Regions from separate parts of the Mus musculus genome. Here region 2 is linked to region 1. Evidence: chromatin contacts called from public promoter capture Hi-C data. All regions are on one chromosome and are shown on one strand. Each heading gives the region's core, a stretch centred on a gene start, on an enhancer-like site or on the middle of the called end of the contact. The rest is flanking DNA. Distances are from core to core; before and after follow the strand shown. Region 1 holds the start of Zkscan8 (zinc finger with KRAB and SCAN domains 8). Region 2 holds the start of H3c11 (H3 clustered histone 11).

What was found. Promoter capture Hi-C pulls out the DNA fragments that hold promoters and counts their contacts.
Region 2: a contact with region 1 is called in a promoter capture Hi-C map of pre-B cells, with 3 times the contacts expected there. The contact joins the promoter of H3c11 here to the promoter of Zkscan8 in region 1. A contact is called at or near these places in 4 of 39 promoter capture datasets (the HPC-7 cell line, cranial neural crest, liver and 1 more), 3 of 484 Hi-C or Micro-C datasets (CD4 T cells, cranial neural crest and pre-B cells), 1 of 115 datasets of contacts at active chromatin or transcription factors (bone marrow-derived macrophages) and 2 of 9 other capture datasets (adipose tissue and liver).

The regions. Positions count from the first base shown.
Region 1 is chr13:21,529,659-21,532,735 of GRCm38.p6, forward strand. It overlaps Zkscan8 (zinc finger with KRAB and SCAN domains 8), which reads right to left and starts at 1,456. Exons shown (of 6, transcript NM_139141.4): 1 at 1,287-1,456. It overlaps Gm32724 (a long non-coding RNA gene), which reads left to right and starts at 1,411. Exons shown (of 5, transcript XR_001780870.1): 1 at 1,411-1,496.
Region 2 is chr13:21,781,963-21,785,039 of GRCm38.p6, forward strand. It overlaps H3c11 (H3 clustered histone 11), which reads right to left and starts at 1,435. Exons shown (of 1, transcript NM_178207.2): 1 at 953-1,435. The coding sequence starts at 1,408. The coding sequence ends at 998.

The DNA of each region.
Region 1 (3,077 bases), core at 206-2,705:
CTAAGGTTGTTTTCAAACTGGTGATTTCCCAACCCTAGTACAGCATGCAATTAATTACGGGCATGCACCAACATACATGGCCATTTCATTCTCCTCTCTAATAATTTTGTGCATACACATTGCAGTGTTGGAAAGTACCTACAGAGAAACACTGATCCCTACACACCATCCTTGAAGAACATCTGGTCAGGATGATTGCCTTATGAACGGAAAGGCAACAATCTTAGGCTTATTCGGGATCGAAAATGTTAAAGCCTTGAAAACTAAGGAAGGCACAACTCAAATACTGGCTTCTCAAGAGATGCAGGAGATGTACTTTCCTTTCTGATTAATTAAACTTGAGAGATGTCTGAGAACCGAATACAAACCAGGAATGATAATCTCCAGGTTTTAGAGATTAAGAAGAAGTAGATGAAACAAACATGCTTTGTAGTTATCTGAAATGGCATTCATTCATTTTGTTTGTTTGTTTTGGAGATTTTAAAAGTTATTTTAATAAGGCTTGAGCATGAGGGTTAGGAGAAAGGCACTCAGGAGAGGGCCAGACGCACAAGCGTGGCTATGGGCTTCTCAAGGAAGTTGCTTTGATGAATGCTTTTAAGACTGACATTTTTATATTTAACCACAAGGAACTCAAAACGTGCACATTCACTAAAATGATGATTGCTGCATAGCAATACTTAAGTGAATCGGACAAATAGAAGTATGTGGTCAAGTGGTGGTCAACGTCTTAGAAATCCAACAGAGATTACTCATGAATGACCCGAGTTTTGGGAATGGGAACCTACCGAATTTTCAAGATTCTATTTCAGTTAGCTTTAATAAACTAGGTAAGCAAAGTATTCTGAATAAGGTTTAATTTTGTTACCCCAGAATTACTTAAAGTATTTCTTTTGCATACAACTGTTCAGCCATTACATGAACTACTTTCATAATATACTTCTTTTATGGGTAGAAAAAAAAAAAAAAGAGTAACAAAAAAAAAAAAAATCAAAGATTTCCACGTGGGGTAGAGGCTTCAAAAGAAAAAAATTATTATCTTTAAAAATGAATTTTGAGACCGATCGGCAAAACTGCTGAGTAGAAACAGTTGGTACACGGGCCGGCTTTACAAGTAAGAGCGAGTGCAAAATTATATACATGATGACTGGCGATGAGGAGAGCCATCCCGTAGGAAGTTGGGGCCGGGTGTCGGCCTGCTCAGCGGCGGCAGGCCCTGAACCGACCCGCTCCCCGCTCTCGGGCCTCCGCTGCCCGAGCGCCCCTGCTCGGCCCAGCGCACTCACCGAGAGCTCCCCACGCTGCCCGAGGGCGGGAGGCGGCACAGCGCGGACAGGGAAGCGCGCGAGGAGACGCGACGGACACCGAACCCGAGCGGGACCCCTGCAGCCGCTAAGTTCCAAACCCTTGGAGCCGCAGAGCCGGGCAGCACGCATCTTGCCCCACAGCCACTTCCGGAAGCTCTCTAGGAAGCTCGGAGGTCTGACAGCTCTATGGTAGGCCAGCAAAAGGACCGAGCGCCCTCAGCTACACCAGGTGGAGGGCGGCTATGCGGGACATCCTGAGGAGTGACATAGCTTTAAGTCACCTAAGCTTTTGTCTGGCCAGCCTCGGGCTTCAGGTGACAAGTTTAAGAGTTGGGTGGCTGATCACAGATCCAGAGGCCTGCGCTGGGCTCAGGAGTATACTTAACGGATTTCTCTTTATTCTTCTTAGTTACCTTGTGCTTTCCCATTAATGCTTCATGATTACTCCAAATTCCCAACTTTCACTGCGTATTGAAGAATTTAAACCTTTGTAGTTCCTAGGAACAGTAGTATATTTATAAAGTTCCTACTGACCATTGCTTTCTCTTTGACTATGAGTGTTCTCATCCTCCAGATACTTATGGTTGGAAACAACAAAACGTCTACAAAATAACCAGACCCCTAACTTAAAATTTAAATAGAAAATTGGTGGAAAACAATGAACATTGGTTTACTTTTTAATGTCAAAGACAACTTTTATCTGTTTCAACTTGTTGAGATAGAGTTGGTGAATCTCATTCTCATCTCGAGGAAATGAGGCAGAGGACATGTGAATGTCTTACCTAGTGTCATATAAACGAATGGACAAGCAAAGAACTAGAACAGAAGGGAGAAGTCATATTCAGCCAGGAATTGCCAAGCTTGGGTCACAAGTGAACACAATAGACAGGGTTACATTTTGTTGTTTTGCTAGTTTAGATCAAGTCTCTCTGTAGCCCTAGCTGGCCGCAGGGCAAACTTCCTGCCTCACCTTCCCAAGTGTTGGGATTAAAAGCATAAATCAAGTGATTATAAATTTGGGATTATAAAATTGGTATTATAAATGTAAGTCAATACAAATAGGTTAAAGCCTTCTGAAGTTGATTCCTCTTTCAAAACAACTAAATTAGAAATAAAAGAATATTTGACTCATATTCTTTGATTCAAGTTTTTAAATGATGATTGAAGTTTTGCCCACATTATGGGCACTCGTGGTCTCTAAGGTAGATTCTGTCTATTAATCCTGAGCACTAAGTAATTTTTGGTACTGTTCTCTTTTTAGTAGAACTAATTTACTCTATAAATTCTCTGATACCTAGTTAGAGCCTAACTTATACAGGCTTTCCACACTTTATGTACCCATAGGGTTTTAGCCTATATGGATTCTCTGATGTTTAATAACACCTCTGTGCCCACTGAGATCTTTCCCATACTCTATGTTTATAGGACTTCAGTGTGTGTTCTATAATTTCCAACAAGATGTTCTTGTTGAATGAAGGTTTTTCTGCATTTATTACATGTACTGGCTGGTTCTGTGTGTCAACTTGACATAAATTAGATTCATCAGAGAGGAAAGAGCCTCAGTTGAGAAGATGCCTCCATGAGATCCAGCTGTAGGTCATTTTTTCAATTGGTGATCAATGGAGGAGGGCACAGTCTATTCTGGGTGATGCCATCCATGGATGATAGTCCTGGTTCTATAAGAGCGAAGGCTGGACAAAGCAGGGGAAGCAAGACAGTAAACAGCCTTCTCCATAGCCTCTGCATCTACTCCTGACTCCAGGTCTGCTT
Region 2 (3,077 bases), core at 185-2,684, 250 kb after region 1:
TGTCTTCAAAAACCAAAAAAGGAAATAAAGGAAGAAAGAAAGAAAAAAGAAAAATTAAAGTTTACTATAGTAGAAATAGAAGTCAGTTTTGCTTTGGGTGAGGAAAGATGTACAAGATTTGTACTAGTTTAATAAAGGGCATTAATAAATCACAAATAATTTTATTACTTTGTTTTCCAAAGAAACACAGTCTGGGGTTTTGCTTTGTTTTGTTTTGGACAATAGCAATCTTTCTTAAGCATAATTTATTGGGGCACACCTATAATCCTATCGATTATAACTGAAGCAAGATTAGGATTACAAGGTTTTCCGTGCTACATATTCAAGCAAGTCCAACGTTGAGCACTGGGCTACTTTTGAGTCCTTATCTATAAATAAATAAAATAAAGGAGGCTGTCTTAACAGTACAGAGGCTGGCAAGGCTGCTAAAGAATCCAACATATTTGTTACACATACTCTGGGAATGGTGTACAAAACCGGCAAGCCATATATGGTTAAAAGAAAACCACGTACGTCAGACATATTGACTCAAACTTGTCACAGCATGAAGCTAATTACAAAGGGCCAATGTTAGCACTTAAAAGGGTTCAAGATTGCCAAATTCCAAACCTTGCCCCCCCCCCCAAATAAACACACTAATCAAGTAATGTTCCTTATGAAAGCAATTTGCAGACTTAGGGAACACGCCTGGGGATTTTGCATTAACCAGTAGCACTATATAGTATCCAGAAAGCATGAATCTACAGATTTGCTGTAGGAGCTAACTTCCACACATTTTAGTTGACTGCCACCTTGAAGTCAGGTTGTTTCAAAGGCACATGCCTCTAGATTGTAAACTAACCTCACCTATATTTGAACACCTTAGGAGGATGTAGCACATATGCTCAGATACTGGAAAACATGATAGATGTTGGACCTGAGGTAGGTAAACAGCCGCTTTTTGGTGACAAAGGAGGGGGCTCTGAAAAGAGCCTTTTGTTATTAACAGGTAGGGGAATTACGCCCTCTCCCCGCGAATGCGACGGGCCAGCTGGATGTCCTTGGGCATGATGGTGACACGCTTGGCGTGGATGGCGCACAGGTTGGTGTCCTCAAACAGACCCACGAGGTAGGCCTCACAGGCCTCCTGCAGAGCCATGACAGCCGAGCTCTGGAAGCGCAGGTCGGTCTTGAAGTCCTGCGCGATCTCGCGCACCAGGCGCTGGAACGGCAGCTTGCGGATCAGCAGCTCGGTCGACTTCTGGTAGCGCCGGATCTCGCGCAGCGCCACGGTGCCGGGACGGTAGCGGTGAGGCTTCTTCACGCCGCCGGTGGCCGGGGCGCTCTTGCGGGCGGCCTTGGTGGCCAGCTGCTTGCGCGGGGCCTTGCCGCCGGTGGACTTGCGAGCGGTCTGCTTAGTACGAGCCATCTCAGTACACTAGAAAGTGAATAAAGTGGTGTTGAGATGGAAAAGCCCAAGTATATATATAACAAGCCACCCTTTTGGATTGGACAGTAAACTGCTGACATCATAGTTCCAGACAGGGGATTGGTCCGCGTTTAAACCGAGTAAGGAAAGGAAAAACGTTGCCTACATTTTATATTTAACGTACAAATTTCATCTTTTTACATAACAATTACTCTAGCAACTCCCAGAATTTATCATCTCGAGATAATGTTGGCTTTGGAGGTCAAAAGACCTCTTCGCTATTTATTTAAACAAGAGCACCGTTATTTGGGGGCAGAAATTTAATGGAAAGAAATCTGAAAGGAAAATTAACAAAAAAAAAAAAAAAAAAAAAGTTATTCCTGGAGTCATGAGCACTTCTTACACTTGATTTCGCTCAAAAACTGCTTGCAACACTTTTATGACCGGAAACTTTTAGAAGTTGCAATTGATACTGCCTTTCAGCGGTTGCGATTTTGGCGCGAAAAAAATTCAAAATCAGTGTATCTGCAACTTACTAGGGCTTTGAGATCCAGAAGGCTTTGAGATTCTGTTACTCTTCTACAGCAACACTGTAGGGGACAGGGGCATTCCCAGGTTGGCATTCATTATTTACAAGTTACAAAGTTACACCATTCAAGGTTAAAAGCGAACGCTGGGAATTCACAGATAGCAGCCCCACCCCACCGCCCAACACACACACACTATGTATACAGCTCTAGGAGACTAAGGCAGCCTTTGGAGTAACTCAGCAAGGGGTGATCTGATGATCCTGCTGAGCCAGGAAGACGATGGCAGGCTTGGTGATATTCAGCACATGACTTTTCGGGAGTGCTTGGTGCCGTTTTTTTTACCCAGGCCCTTTCCCCCACTTAATGTGGTCAAATTTGCCAGAAACAAAAGCAATAAGATCAGACAGTAAGCATGTTGTTTTATGAACAGGCTTTTTGCCTAATTGGGAATATCAGGCACAAGCAATATTTACTTGCTGTTTACCAGAGAACCTTACCAAGATTATCAGGAAAAAAGAACTGCTGAAGACGCTCATTTGAAAATAGCTCTATCCACCCCACATTCGGAGCTACCCACAGGTCATCCTTTACGAGTCAGGCGCCTAACCTGCCTTCACTCACAGCGTAGTCTTTGTGCTTGGTTGATGTACTCAGAGCCTAAGAGGGCTGAAGACAAATGTTTCTGACAATGTCAGATGTGCAAAGTGCTTTCTTTATAACAAAAGCTAAACAGCCTGCGAATTAGAATGGTAAAGGTGTATCAGTGTAGTTGAAGCTTAGATGTGCCCCTGAGCTCCCACACTTTGCCAAAATGGGTTGGTTTTTTTTTTCCATATGTAATTATTTGGGAAGGAGAGATTCAAACTCCATCTTTGTGCTGCTTCCCCCTGTGCTTTTCTCAGACTTGCCACATATCTGCTGAAAAGTGATTCCTGTTTTCTTCATTCCAAAATCATTCAAGAATCAGAGTTGTTGCTCCATTATTATTATTATTATTATTATTATTATTATTATTATTTGCAGAGGGAGGAGATAAAAAAAAAACTGGCTCCTGTCCTCTTTCTCTACCCATGGAAAACAACTGCACCCAGACATTCTCTCCATTACATTTACAAAAAAGAGGCACAATGCAGAGGCCA